Regions from separate parts of the Mus musculus genome. Here all the other regions are linked to region 1. Evidence: chromatin contacts called from public promoter capture Hi-C data. All regions are on one chromosome and are shown on one strand. The core of a region is the stretch at or near the end of the contact, and the rest is flanking DNA. Distances in the headings are between cores, read along the strand shown. Region 1 overlaps Heg1 (heart development protein with EGF-like domains 1). Region 2 overlaps Itgb5 (integrin beta 5). Region 3 overlaps Slc12a8 (solute carrier family 12 (potassium/chloride transporters), member 8).

Region 1 (5,088 bases), core at 2,111-4,610:
TCCCCATTGGTGACAGAAGCACCTGAGGTATGTTTTGTGCCACCTTGCTAGCCTCAAACTCAGCAACCCTCCTCCCTCTGTCTCTTGAGTTCTGGGGTTATAAGTCTGCTCCACTGTGCCCAGCCCATCGAGCTGGATTTTCCATAGGCAGGAAACATCTCGGACAGATTTCTCCGCACATGCTGTTCTCAGGCCCAGTAAGAACAGTAAGCCAACCTCTTCCAGATACTGCATGACCTCTCCTTCTACATTCCTGGCTGTCACCCAGTTCCAGCATACTCTAGGCACCAGGGTAATCCGTGTCCTGCCTTTTAAAAGTGTTTTGCTAGCTCTCTAGTTCTGCCCAGGCTCCACACCTTGCTGCCTGTAGAAAATATCCTTCAAAAGGGTAGGGTGTCTTTCCCAAGGCTTTAGCTTTCGAGGACATGCAGGTCACCCATATCCAGGCTGGGGACCCCAACTAGCTTATCCCTTTTCTCTTCTTATGCAGTATTTGTCTCTGTTAATACCCCAAAGTCCAACAATTGTGTCTTCTTAGCCCCTTGTCCAGAATTCTTTTCTAACCAGACCTGTCTTTTGCCTTCTTCTGCCCCCTCCTCCTCTGCTGTTCTCTTAGGCTTGCACACTTTCTTAGTTGCTTGAATGTTATGTTGGTTGCTCTGCACAGGTATATATCATCACACCTGCTGCTTTGAGTTGCTTCAACTTTTTCCCATCTCATGCATGCCTGTTTTTATATATGTGTGTGTATATGTGTGTATTTATGTATATGTATGTGTATATGTGTGTATGTACATATGTATGTATATATGTATGTGTGCATATGTATGTGTATATGCATGTGTTTACTTGTTGAATTGGGATCTAGCCTATTTCCCATACTAGCCTAAAACCTACTTTGTAACCTAAGATGACCTCAAACTCAACAATCCTCCTGCCTCAGCCCTCTGTGTGCTGGGGTTATAGGCATGCACTACCATGCTGGCCACTTTTTCTCTTTTTCAAATTAATTGTACTTTGCCATAGCATAGAACAGTGTAAAATCAATTAGAGTAGAGGTGTAAGGTAAGGAAAGGGGAGCCTGCATGCCATCTGTCACCCACTACCCACTGCACACCGTCTGCATGAGGACCATCAGGCATCTGCCACCCAGAGTTCCAGACCGCCTCACGCCATACCCACGGAATCAGAATCTGGAAATTTACCAAACCCAGCAACTTGCTTATGTGCTGCGTTGCATGCATCCTACAGCCCGAAGAACAGGTGTCATCCGAGTGGATGTACGTCTCTTTTGCAAATAATTGGACCTCACTGAAGATACTATTTTTTAACCTAAACTCTTAAAGCTATACTATTTTTATTTTTTTTTATTTTATTTATTTGTTTGTTTGTTTGTTTGTTTGTTTGTTTGTTTTGAGACAGGGTTTCTCTGAATAGCCCTGGCTATCCTGGAACTCACTCTGTAGACCAGGCTGGCCTTGAACTCAGAAATCCACCTGTCTCTGCCTCCCAAGTGCTAGGATTAAAGGCGTGCGCCACCACTGCCAGGCTGTGTTTTTTTTTTTTTTTTTAAGCTATACTATTTTTAACTTAAACTTTTAAAGTTAACTTTTTAATTCACTTTAATTTTATGTGTTAATTTTATGTGAGTGTTTTGCCCACATGTATGTATCTGCACAGTGTATATACCCAGTATCCACAGAGGCCAGAAGAGGGCAGTGGATCCTCTGGAACTAGAGTCACATATGATTTTGAGCCACCTTGTAGTGCCGGCAATCAAACCCAGGTCCTCTGGAAGAGCAGCTAGTGTTCAGCCATCTTGCCAGCCCTGTCGCCTGTTTTAATCATGCAGTGACTTAATTTCTACACTCTTACTATGTTAATGTTAATACTGCCATACTATTCTATACTATAATTTCCTTCTGGCTATCTTTTATGACTCCTTTTTACCGACTTTTCCTCAAAGCCATTTCTCCCACTTATGGTTACTGTCACTTCATGACTGCAGAACTCGCACCGTTGTTTCTCATTAGTTTCTTCCTACCACAGACATTTTCATCCATCTCCCTTGCACACCCCGTTCCACATGCCCTTTGCTTCAAAGGCTCTGGCTTTCATAAATGCAGTCCCTCCCGGCTTTGCAGTACCAGAGCACTCCACTTAAGGATATTCCCAACTGTCTTCCACCCACCCAAAACCTGGTATAGAAAGAACGTCTCACTTTGCTCTCCCTGCCATCCATCGCATACAGCCACAGGGAGATTCAGATCAGAGGAAGGGAGCATTGTGTGTCAGCAGAAATAGCTCAGAACACACATCGCTCAGTGCGCATGTCCGGAAAGCCAGAGACAAAGCAGGAGGAAAGTTGATCACTAACCACCCGCATGTCAATGCTAGCTGGCCTCAGCTGGGGGCTGCCCTTTCCCATCGGAACTTGAAGGAAGCAAGGCATAGGGGGAGAGGAATACTATTCTGTATTTGATATCCCTGTAGCCTGGTGAGATGGAAGGGACAGAAACCCCAGCAGAGAGTGAGTCACATGGAAAATTCTCCTAACGGAGGGGAGTAGCACCCTGCGATTCACACACAGCCTGGAGACTGGAGAAAGGAAGACTCCAGAAGAAGAAAAGGAAAGCCTTGAGTCAAGTTGGAAGAGGATGGGAGACAAAACTCTGACCTGGTGTGGTTAAGCACCGAATGAATTTTAAACGAAAACCAATACAGCTTCCTAGGAAGGTCTGTTGTACAGATGAAAGGATGTTCGTCGATTAAAGTTCTGGAGAAAGGCTGACAAGTTTAAGCAAAGTTTATTGGAAGGACGCGTCCTAGGACCTGAGTGTCTGACATGGCTGGGATCGCTAGCGTGGGCAGCTGAGGTCAGAACTTACAGAGCACACCCAATCGGGACCCAATCGGGACTCCGCCTCCTCTCTGCTTTTGCTTCAGGAGACTGTACACAGGCTTCCTTCCCTTCCCAGACTTGTGGTTTAGTCATTTTGAAAGAAAACGTCCTCTCTGCTTCCCACGTGAGTCTGGGCGATGTGTTCATTCCTCATCAGCAGTGGCTGAGAATGTCAACGGGAGTGATTCTCCCCCACCTCCCCGAGAGTGCACGGGTGGAGGGATTAAACAGTTCCGGGAAGGGGTAGGGTACACAGACAATGGGTTTCTTCCAAATAAACCTGTAAACAAAGCTTAGAGCTCGGAAGGAAGGTGGTATCCAAGGTTGGTTTGGTGAAAAATGCAAGCAAAGATTACAGCCTCAAGCTGAGAGGATGGCACTGGCCAGCACTGAACTACCAACACGTGTTCGTGGGGAAGGAGGCCCAAGGAGCCCAGCTCTCTCTGCTGCATCTCCTCACACTAGAAAGCACAGGACAGAGATAGCGTTTGTTCCTGTCTCAATCCCACGGAAACACTCACAGCACCCCTCCACGGCCAGAAGCCAACATGACAGTTGGTGCTGGGGAAGAAAGAGCCCATGAAGCCCCATGTCACAGAAAGCAGAAGTGAGCACTTGCACCTGAAATGATTCTGTAAGACATTGCCCTTGGCAGAGATGGGTAAGGGTCTATGACATCTCTTCATCCTCTTACCTTTTATTATTATTTCTTTTATTTAAAATATTTAATTTGCATACCCACTTTCAAGATTCACGTTGGCATTTTTCAAACATAATTCTTTTAGGTTCTTTTTACCTGATGAACCCCTCAAGTCCCTCCCACCTCCCATAGACTCCTTTCCTGTTGTCATCTGTGTCCTGTCAGCTCCCCCTTAACTCTTAGCTGTCCCCTTTCACTGTCTCCTTTTTGGTTTTATAACTCACCTCACATCTATTCCTAGCCCCACATACAAACATTACACATTGGGATCACTTAGTATATTTTCCAACTCCATCCGTGTTAGTGCAAGTCTCATGCTGCCATAGCACACACACACATAGAAGTGTTCACATTACTGTGACATCCAAACATGGGGGCCTTTACAAACAGAATATTGCTGTGTTTTACCAATATGTTGGTCCTCAGTGAATACCATTAGAAGAAGAACAACAGGCAGTGTATGGTAGTTGATACCTAAAGGGAAAGATGGGGAAGTGAGTAAGGTTTTATTTTGTTTATTTAAAAAGCTATCCTGCCAGGTATGCTGGCACACACTTGTAAGTCTAGTATTTGGAAGGTTGAAGGAGGAGGATCATGAGTGTGAGGCCAGCCTGGGCTACATGGTGAGTTCCAGGCTACCCTTGGCTATATAGCCAGAGTTGTTCCCTACTCCTTCTACTTTCATGCCATTCGTGTGTGTGTGTGTGTGTGTGTGTGTGAAATGCATATATAATTTTTAAGTTTAGGTTTCTCATATGAGAGAAGACAGACAATATTTATATTTCTGAGTCTGGTTTATCTTATGCTATACGGTTCCATCTGTTTTCCTACAAAGTATATTGGTTTGTGGCTTTTTTTGTTTTCTGTTTTGTTTTTTTTTCCAGACAAAACTATTTCAAAGAGGAATGTAACCTGCGGCCTCTTGTAAAGATCACTGCTATCATAGATATTTGCCTGTTTTGCTATAAATGAGAAAACTTAGTTTAATGTGTAGGATAAAAATTAAACTTTTATGTTTGTTTTTTTGAGACAGGGTTGCCCTGGCTGTCCTGAAACTCACTCTGTAGATCAAGTTGGCCTTGACTTTACATATATCTTCCTGTCTCTGCCTCTGAGTGCTGGGATTAAAGGCATGCATCACCGTTGCCCAGTTTAGATTTTGCTTTTTAAGAGAAGAAAAAGCTGGGCATGGTAGCACATGGCTGTAATCCCAGACTCAAACAGGAGGATCATTTCAATTTAGAACCTGCCTGGGCTACATAGTAAGTGTAAGTATAAGCTACTAGGCTAATGAGAGCCTATCTCAATTTAAAAAGACAGCCAGGCAATGGTAATACTCACATTTAATTCCAGCACTTGGAAGGCAGAGGCAGGTGGACTTCTGAGTTCAAGACCAGCCTGGTCTACAGAGAGATTTCCCTGATAGCACACACATATACAACAATACAAACAAACAAACACCCCCCCCCCCAAAAAAAAAGGCCAG
Region 2 (5,027 bases), core at 143-2,642, 170 kb after region 1:
TTTTTCTCTTGAAATCAAGAGTCAGATATAACCCTTGGGAATGTTTTTGCTCCAGCAGGCTGCTTAGCCCGTGTTGTTCGGGAGCGGATTTGCCTGTGCAAATTCATCTGCCCAGTTTATAGCCAGATACTTGGCTGCTCTTGGATGTTGGTTTTCCCATCTCTATGACTGGGCCAGCATTGCTTGCTTCTGCATTACTTTGAGAATGGAGGGAGACATAAACCAGGAGCTTTAGTGAGCACAGAGCCTAACGGGCACAGGGCATTTGATGCAGGGTGTGCAAGTCGACTTCTGGCGATTCTGAGGCTGAGTCAACACACTTTTTTTATTTAACCACCAGAACCCACAGTTCTGAGTTCATCTTACATTGCAGAGTTCTGCCAAAGCGTGTATCTGCAAGCCCCCCCCCCCCCAGTGGTCTTTTCCATTTACCCATCTAACCCTGTGGCCTTGAGACTCTCATGGGCCATGGATTCAGACCCCAGAGGGGTCCTGAGATCTGAAGCTCCTATGTGGACAAACAGGGCACCAACTTCCTAAGATGGGGTTGTTGCCGTAACACACACACACGTTACACTCAGACCTTAAAGAAAACTTGGGAAACAGGAAGCTGATGCAAGTGTGGTCAGGCTGTGCTGTCTCGGTCTGTGATGGTCAGGATTGATGAAGACCATCTGGCAAACCAGTCCAAGGGGCCCTTTTCTTACTTCCCATGTACTCTCCTCTGTCCCGCTCTCCGTGTTGTCAAGAGAACTGCTTTTCCAGAGAACAGAAGGATTCTTCTCAAATCTAGAATGTTCTGAATGGTAGAAAGCAGTGTTTAAAGTCATCTACGTTTTCCTCACCCTAAGGGGTTAGTTTCTTTCCTTCCAAGCTAGCATCCGTGTCTTCGTATGACTTTGTGTCCTATAAGTCACCCTCCCTCTCCAGAGCGGAGCTTGAATTACTTTAGTCAACTGTTGAGTAGAACATTTTGACCCTTCGTCGTACATCCCACCAGATCTTCCCCTTTAAAAGCCACACTAGCCGAAGCGTGAAAGCACTCCAGGTCTTCCTGGAGAAAGGGGTTTCTGCACTGAGGTCATTGTGGAATTGGTTCAATTAAGATGAGCTTAAAGCAAACACAGCTCCAGACAAGGCTTAATGACACACACTCGTGCAGGGGAGGGCACCTCGTGCTTCCTCGTCTCGGACCATCTGGCTCCTTCCGGGCACAGCTGAGCAGTGGTGGGCAGGTCCTCCCTCCAGTTCTGGGGTCCCTGTGACCGGCCTGAGCTCTGCTCTGGGGCTGCGCACACTGGTTTAGTTTAGGTAACTGGGATAGCTGCTTCGTTTGAGGTTTTCGTGGGAGAGAAGCTGATTTCCTAACACTCAGCTCCTGATGGTGCTGACTCAGGCTCTCAAACCGTCAACCTCAGCAGTCTCTGGCACTTCTCCTTGCCCCTCGCCCCTGCAGCCCATTCTGGAAGTGGGTCATGTGGTTGAGGTCTGTCTTGAGGTAATGGTGGTGGTTGGGGGTGGGGGGAGGGCAGTGTACTGGAAGAAGTTGCTGAGACAGGCTTGGGGCCAGAACCAGTGGGAACAGCAGATAAGCTCCTTCCATTTATCTAGTGCTTCCTCTGGTGGGCCTGCAGTCCTTGACCCCCGTTGAGAGAGACAGGAGTATGTAGAAAAAAAGACAAGAGAATTCAGGATTGGGAGAGGTTTTCCATCATCAAAATGAGCAGCAAGGCAACCGAGACCAGGTCTGGAAGCAATTGAGCATTTTTGTTACTGTTCTTGTGACACATCACCATGGAACAGCCTCTGCGCCCAGGGCTCTCACTGTGGCTCTCCTCTGGTCTCTAGGAGAAGTAATTTACAGAATAGTCCTGTCCCCAAACAATTTCCGTGTGTAACGGGAGTTTTATGAGGCCCTTGGGAACACTTCTATTCTGATTCCTGGGAAGTGTTGACCCTTCAAAGTTTCTTTAAATGTGAGAAGAGGTGGGGTCTGTTCAGCGTTTTTAATGCAGTAAAAGAGACTCGTTCAGACTTTGTGCTGCTTGGCGATCTGTGTCCCATGAGTCATCTCCTGGGCTCTTAGAGGAAGCTGTTGAGAGCTTACATTTAAAAATCTCATGGCGAGCCTGCCTGTTGGGTCTCTTAGAATGAGAAATTTAAAAATCTAACCAACTGTAAACCTTTGAGCAGAGCCTTTTTGATCTTGTAACCGTGAGGCCCCCAATGTACATTGCAATAGGGTTTTATAATACGTATCCTACTTCGTTATGTGGTAAATACTGAGAGAACCAAACAACACCGAATTCCTTCTAAGAGATGAAAATGGGGGTCTGAAACTTGAGGCATCTTTCCCAGCATCCAAGAACAGATCTCGGGGTTGCCGTTGGTTCTTGGTAGATTTAAAACAGTTGCGACAGGCCTCTGTAGCTAAGAAGACTCCTGTGATTAAAGGGCTCAGTTCTTGGTTCCTTCTTGCCAAATGAAATACCACCCATCACGACGTCGGCCATGTATGCCTAAAAAGTATTTTTCGATTTACAGAGATTAAGTAGGGCTTCCAGAAATAGCCTCTCCGGACAGATAGTCAGCATTCCAAAAAGGTGGGCAGGAGGGTGCGTGGGTGAGCCATGGGCAAAAGGGCAGTTAGTGGGAACTATTTTTCCTCTGAAAGTAGCAGGGTCAAGTTTTGCAGCCTGGCAGGTAAACTCGGGAATCTGGGTGAGAAATAAGACTCAGAGGTAAGCTGAGCTTAAAAGGCCAAGGAAAGAGTTACTGTTTAGTTCAATCGGTAATAGACCTACATACACGGCATGCCTGCCACCAGCCATATCTCTTCCTCCTGTTCTGACCTCAGGCTAGAGCCCAGGGCTTATCAGGTCCCCTCCTCTCCTCCAAGTTCTTAACCAACCACTACTCAGAAGCCAGGCGTTGGTCTTAGCCACCCAGTGATTGTGAGGGTTACGCAGTGGTACTGATGATCCTTCCGGGAAGGGCATCCTGAGAGGCTGACGTGCATCAATGCCAACCAGTGGTCCCAGTCATTTCTGCAGGACAGTCGATGCACACACTTGCATGAGGCCCTCGGGTGGCTCTGCTGCCTACAAAATGAAGTCACTGTGACTTCAGCCCTAACTCTTCATTCTCGTCTGCCATTTGTGGAAGATGGTGGTGAACTGGTTATCGGTTCCAGATAGGAAGTATTCAGTGATTTCCCTCTCCCTCCTTCAACCCGCCCAGATGTATGTGGCTCTTCCTCACTCCTTTGCTCTTCTTGCAATCAGCTATTAACATACTCCTAGCTTTACTGTGAATTCAAGGAAGGGGGCACTCTCAGCCATCATAAATGTCCAGAAGCAGCATAATATAAATAATTTAATAGGGTGATGAAAAATGTCAGAACGGGGCATGAGGTCATACACCTTTCACCCTGGTACTCTGGCAGAGGCAGGTGGATCTCTGGGAGTTAAAGACCAGCTCGGTCTGCATGGCAAATTCCAGACCAGTGAGGCCTGCAGAGTAAGACCCTGTCTGTTTAAAAAAAATCTATCTATCTACCTATCTATCTATCTATCTATCTATCTATCTATCTATCTATCTATCTACCTATCTATATGTGTGTGTGCCTGTGAATAATATATGTGCACTTGATTCCTTGGAAAGGAGTTACGGATGGCTGTGAGATGAAGTGTGGGTGCTGGGAATCAAACCTGGGTCCTCTGCAAGAGCAGTGAGCACTCTTAACCACTGAGCCATTTCTCCGGCCACTAGAGAGTGGTCCTGTCTTTGAAAATAATATACCCTGCCATTCTTACAGATTTGTTTGTTTGTTTGCTTGTTTCATTTGGTTTGGTTTTGAGACAGGGCTTCTTTGTGTAGACTTTGCTGTCCTGAAACTACCACTGTAGACCAGGCTGACCTTGAACTCACAGAGATCCACCTGCCTCTGCCTCCAGAGTACAGGGATTAAATACATGCATCACCACCATTCAGCTTCCTTCCTTCCTTCCTTCCTTCCTTCCTTCCTTTCTTTCTTTCTTTCTTTCTTTCTTTCTTTCTTTCTTTCTTTCTTTCTTTCTTTCTTAATTTTTAAAAAAGATTTATTTATTTCATGTATGTGACTACACTGTTGTTGTCTTCAGACACACCAGAAGAGGGCATCAGATCCCATTACAGATGGTTGTGAGCCACGATGTGGTTGCTGGGAATTGAACTCAGAACCTCTGGAAGAGCAGTCAGTGCTCTTACCCACTGAGCCATCTCTCTAGTCCCAACCATCCAGCTTTCTTACAGCTTTCTTTCTTTCTTTCTTTCTTTCTTTCTTTCTTTCTTTCTTTCTTTCTTTCTTTCTTTCTTGTTTTTTGAGACAGGGTTTCTTTTACAGCTTTCTTTAGAGATAAACTTTCACACTCCAGATCTGTAGCCTGATAACCATTCTGAGGCCTTGGTCACTGCTACATCTTTTACGATTGCACTGAAATCTACATATCCTATAAATATTTGAATACATTTATTTTATATAATATTTGTAACTTGTTTTTATGTGTGTGTTTTAAGGAAGTTTGTTTGTTTTGTGGGGTTTGCTTGTGTTGTTTTTAGGTAGGAGGCTCTCACTATGTGGCTGGCCTGGACTCACAGAGATCTCTCTGCCTTTGCCTCTGCCTCCCAGGTGCTAGGATTAAATGCATGAACCACTATAGCCAGAGTCTATAGCTTGTGCCGGGACCAACCCACATGCAACTTCCATGACAAATTCTTGAACAGTACTGTGGCAGTTTGAATATGCTTCACCCAGGAAGAGGCACTATTAGGAGGAGGTGTGTCACTGTGGGAGTGGGCTTTGAGACCCTCCTCCTAGCTGCCTGGAAGACAGTAGTCCTCTTTGCCTTCACAACAAGATGTAGAACTCTTGGCTTCTTCTCCAGCACCTATCTAGATGCTGCCATGCTTCCTGTCATTGATGATAATCAACTGAACCCCTGAACCTATAAGCCAGCCCCAATTAAATATTGTCCTTTATAAGAGTT
Region 3 (4,491 bases), core at 876-3,375, 160 kb before region 1:
ATGGCATCCAACAATAGGGACTAACTCCTGACTCCGCTCCTCCTGCTGACTCTGCCCACCTTCTTATGACTCCTCCCACCTTCTAGAACGCTCCAAGTCCTAACAAGGTTACCTTCCATATAGCACTGGATTCTCTACACTGCCCTTCATGCCTACCACCTGACTGCTCTGTTAGATCATTGCCAACCCCTACCCCAACCCCTACCCCTTCCCCAATCTTGGAAATGAGCCTGTGACTAGGGCTGAGTAGCAGGATCCTCATCTGCAGATTCAATTGGCGGGAACAAAATGTCTCTTTCATGTTTATAAAATGAGAAGAAGTTGATCTCTGGCTCTTCAGATTCTACCCCACCCGGATGACTCAAAGCTAATGCCAATCATTCTGGATGTCACTACCTGGTGTTACCATGCTTTGATCAGTTCCAGCTTTTGGGGCTCTTACCCAACACCAAGGCACATCAAGTGGTCACACTGTTGGGTATCTGTGCAGAGCCAGGCCCTCCCATGTCCCTTTCCTTTCCCTTTCCCTTTCTCTCTGCCTCCCCCTCCCTTTCCTTCCTTTCCTCCCCTTTCTTTTCTTGTTCATGTTCTTTGCATGCATGTGTGATTGGTAACACTGGAACCCATGGCCTGCTACAAGCTAGACAAGAATTCTACCACTGAGCTACATTTACACCCTTGAGTCCCTCCAATTTACTGTCTTTTAATCCACAACTCCTTCTGGATAACCACACCGCAAATTCTGCTCCAGGGAGGGTCTCTGTCTTCATCTGAGACAGCTACCTAAGAATATCGGTTGAGATGTATTCTCTGAGGCCAAGGAGATGGCTCACTGAGGAAAGGGCTTGTCTCAAGCATGCCTGATGTCGTGGGTTCTGATCACTGAAACACATAAAAGTCAGACACGGGAGGGTAAGCATCTACAGTCCCAGCGAGGCCACGAGGAGGTGGGAGTGGAGATGAAAGAATCTCCTGAAGGTTCAAGGCAGCTAGCCTGTTTTATGCAGAGACCTTGTCTCAGACAAGGCAGAAAGGTGAGGGCTGACATTCCAAGGTTGTCCTCTGTCTGCCTGCCACGTGTACCATGGTACATGCTTACCTACACTTGCAGGGTACATGCTCACCCACACCCCATGGTACGTGCTCACCCCCACCCCCGAACAAATATCTACCCCCAACATGTACATATGCTCACACAAACACCGATTTATTTTCTGTGCTTTAAGAAAATGTCATTTTGTAACCGTCTAGGAGTTAAAATTATAATACTGAATAGAGAGTCAGCTACATGGGCTTCTCCATCTTAGAGACCAGGCAGGCCTCCTGCTTCTCACAGCAGCGTGAGAACCTTTGATGTGAGGGGTTTTGTTTGTTTTTTTTTGTTTGTTTTTTGTTTTTTTGTTTTTTTGGTTTTTTGTTTTTTGTTTTTTCCCAACTGGGGAAGGAGGGGCTCAGAAAATATTGGGAAGGACCTGACTGACATCATACAGACAATTCGGAAGCAGAGGAGGACCTCCCATTGCTTTGGAGTGGAGCCTCCCCTGACTCTGTTTACTGGGGGGGGGGGGGGGGGGATGGATAAACACAGAGGCAGGCCACATGATTCAAACCACTTGTTTTCCCCTGGCAGATGTTCGGTTAAGTGATGAAAAGCATGCATGATTGGCAGTTTCCATGGTGATAGGTTTGCTAGGGATTATCTGTGCATGAGTCATGGCTGGGGCGCCCTCCTGCACTATCCTCTTCCTGGCTGGAAAGGGGAGCTTTGAAGAATAAGCATTGTTGCCTTGTCCCCGCCTCTAGAGCCGCATCCTATATATTACCTAGATACTTTATCCCAGGGGGCAGTGACTTCTGAGGAGCAGTTGAACTGTAGGTGTGGTGCCCCCACTGTATTTATGGAACCTGACCTCTGGTCCTCACCAAGCTAGGCTCTACCACACCCTGTGGTAGGGGCTGCAGGGGTGAGGATAGGGGTTGGCCTAGACTCTTCATTTGCTTTGCTGTACCAGCAAAACATCCCTCTCTACAGGGTTTTCCCAAACACACCCTTAGGGAGCCAGCCCCTCCAGGACCACAGTTCAAAGAGCTTGCTGAGAAAAATACCAGTTGTATGAGGTCACATAACCCTTGTCCTCAAATCCCAGACTCTTACTGGAAAGGACAAGAGGCTCTTTGGCCACAGTCAGCACTCGGAGCTGTGGCTGACCACACCCAGCGTAAAGAACTTGGTGGGAAACCAACAGCTTTTACCAGAATGGCCTTGGCCATCTTCTTTGTCAAGGTCTGTCTCTGTGGTGCCCTTGACTCTTGATCATGACTTCTTATTTACACCTATGCATCCTGGGAAGCTGTCTGCAGGACCTCAGCCCGGATTGCTCTGTGGTTAATGTCTCACTGACTCCCCTCCCTGCCGACCCGACCGACCATCCAGCCCCACACTATTTCTCCATCTCCATGAATGAGAACAAGCAAGCCCCTGCTGGATGAGAGAAGGGACCCTAGGTTTAAAAACTAGAGAGGACCAAAAAAGGATGGGGCAGATCGCACTTCATTCTGACGGACTTGTGGGCAGGAAAAGGAGAAGAGAGGAAGCTCTATGATTGTACACACTTGGTTAAGATTTTATAGAATTTGTGATTTTACATTATATCTATAATTGTTATTTCCATAGCTTACCATATGACACACCGCACAGAGCTGTGGATGATACCGCCTCTCTTTTAAACCCTCCCTGGTTCTGTGAGAAACAGGTCTGTTATCTTAGTCCATTTCCTATCTCTATCACACAATGCCTGAGACTGAGTAGAAGTTTATTTGACTCATGATTCTAGAGTCTGGAAAGTTCAAGGACATAGTGTCCAACATCTGCACAGCATCTGGGAAAGGCCTTGTGATGTGTGAGAACAGGCTGGAGGGTGTCACATGGTGAAACATAGCAAACCATGCTAACTCAGATTTCTCCACTCCTCCCCTCTTGTTATAATCCTGCCTCTATCTTCCGGGTGTTGGAATTACAGGCGCATACCCCTGGGCTGGCAGTTGGACTTTGCTATAGTTGTTATTGTTTTATGATACAGATAGTAGAGCCGAGGGCTTTGTACATGTTAAGTAAGTCTTACTTTACCACTGGCCACACGTACCTAGCCCTCTTTTCTTATAAAGACACTAAAGTCACCATGTGGTCTCATTCTTATGACTTCATCTTATCCTAATTACCTCTTAAATGTTCCATCTTCAAATGCCCTTAACATAACCTCTCTCTCCCAGGAAGCCCAGGTTAGCCTGATGTAAGAGATCGATATCAGCTCAGGAACTCCAAGACCAAGTTCTCAGCACAAAGATTTATTTGCCCCAGAGAGACAGAGGGAAGGGAATAAGAGACAAAGACAGGAAATAGAGGACAAGGGAGAAGAGGGATGGAACAGGGGAGAGGATCAGAGTATTTATTCTGTGGGGACAAGACTGTCTCTGGATAGAGGGGAGACAGACATGGTCCATAGGCAAGTGGCAGTTTATAAAGATAAACGGGGAAATGTCACATGTTTAATTTTAATCGGCATGTTAATTAGATGAGCCAAAGGGGATTTTGGTTGCTTGACTTAAATACTTTGATAGCTGGACCTTGGTAGTCAGCTTCAGGAAGAGGAAATGCACAAATAAGGGAATGGACCTTGGTGGCTCCTTTAGGAATGTAATCTAATGGTTTTTAGCAAGGCAAAGGGGATGGGGGAGAAGGCCACAGCCTGCCAGAGCCATGGTTGCATGGTCACATAGTCGCCATGGTCGCTGTGCTCATGCTGGCCGGAGTCCCACCCCCCTGGAACTTGCTATACAGTTGATCTTCCTGCCTCTGTCCTCCAAATGCTTGGATGACTGATGGTCACCACTGTGGTCAGCTAGCAGGAATCTTTCACTCCAGTTTCCGACACAGGAACCTTTGGAGGAATTCAGTGAGGCCTTGGCTCCAAGGTCCCTCATTTGCTGCAACTCCTGCTAAAACCCCTGCTCTCATTTCATATTCAAAATCTTACATATCTGCATCTGCTTTAAAGTTTAGGCTAAATCTTTACTTGGGTTCTACTGTCGATCACCCAGATGGTAAGCAGTAAACCCTACTGTTTCTCTGGAGGAGAGACTGCATGGTGTCTGGGGCTATCCCTGCCACCCTTGCTTGAGCCTTGGCATTTGCAAGGCCTGGTCTGAGGCTGTCTTTTCCAGCAGCATCTGTACAGCTAAGGAGATGGAGGACTGGTTCTGTCTCCGAGGAGAAAAGGGATAAAGATTCTACAAGAACAACTTAGCTGACCAGTTTGTAAGCCAATGTGGGGCAGGAACATGGTTTGGAAATGAGGAAGAAGGGAGGGAGAGACAGCCCAAGTCTTTGGAAACTTCAGGTATGTAGCCCAAGCTGGTCTGAAATGTGTTGGCTTCAAACTCTTGATCCTCCTGCTTCAGTCCATTTTTGTGGGTGGACCTTGATATAGTAGC

Evidence for each region. Capture Hi-C pulls out chosen DNA fragments and counts their contacts.
Region 2: a promoter capture Hi-C map of adipose tissue shows a contact between it and region 1. The contact joins two enhancer-like sites. A contact is called at or near these places in 2 of 484 Hi-C or Micro-C datasets (nephron progenitors and pancreatic cancer cells), 3 of 115 datasets of contacts at active chromatin or transcription factors (bone marrow-derived macrophages, embryonic stem cells and microglia) and 3 of 9 other capture datasets (adipose tissue, liver and pancreatic islet).
Region 3: a contact with region 1 is called in a promoter capture Hi-C map of adipose tissue. The contact joins two enhancer-like sites. A contact is called at or near these places in 3 of 15 datasets of contacts at CTCF or cohesin (embryonic stem cells, large pre-B cells and stem cell-derived epiblast-like cells), 47 of 484 Hi-C or Micro-C datasets (B cells, CD4 T cells, the G1E-ER4 cell line and 18 more), 12 of 115 datasets of contacts at active chromatin or transcription factors (astrocytes, bone marrow-derived dendritic cells, craniofacial prominence and 8 more) and 4 of 9 other capture datasets (adipose tissue, embryonic stem cells, liver and 1 more).

What each region holds. Positions count from the first base shown.
Region 1 is chr16:33,753,206-33,758,293 of GRCm38.p6, forward strand. All of the region lies in intron 12 of Heg1 (heart development protein with EGF-like domains 1), which reads left to right. Among named protein-coding and RNA genes, the nearest start is that of Muc13, 39 kb to the right of the region's middle. Within about 2 kb of position 3,361, at least 96 of the 459 cell types and tissues checked have an H3K27ac peak or open chromatin away from gene starts, as enhancers often do. A contact at or near this core is called in adipose tissue and bone marrow-derived macrophages, where this site is marked.
Region 2 is chr16:33,921,084-33,926,110 of GRCm38.p6, forward strand. The region is part of intron 10 of Itgb5 (integrin beta 5); the gene reads left to right. Among named protein-coding and RNA genes, the nearest start is that of Umps, 43 kb to the right of the region's middle. Within about 2 kb of position 1,393, at least 162 of the 459 cell types and tissues checked have an H3K27ac peak or open chromatin away from gene starts, as enhancers often do. A contact at or near this core is called in adipose tissue and bone marrow-derived macrophages, where this site is marked.
Region 3 is chr16:33,592,551-33,597,041 of GRCm38.p6, forward strand. The region is part of intron 5 of Slc12a8 (solute carrier family 12 (potassium/chloride transporters), member 8); the gene reads left to right. Among named protein-coding and RNA genes, the nearest start is that of Slc12a8, 77 kb to the left of the region's middle. Within about 2 kb of position 2,126, at least 153 of the 459 cell types and tissues checked have an H3K27ac peak or open chromatin away from gene starts, as enhancers often do. A contact at or near this core is called in adipose tissue, where this site is marked.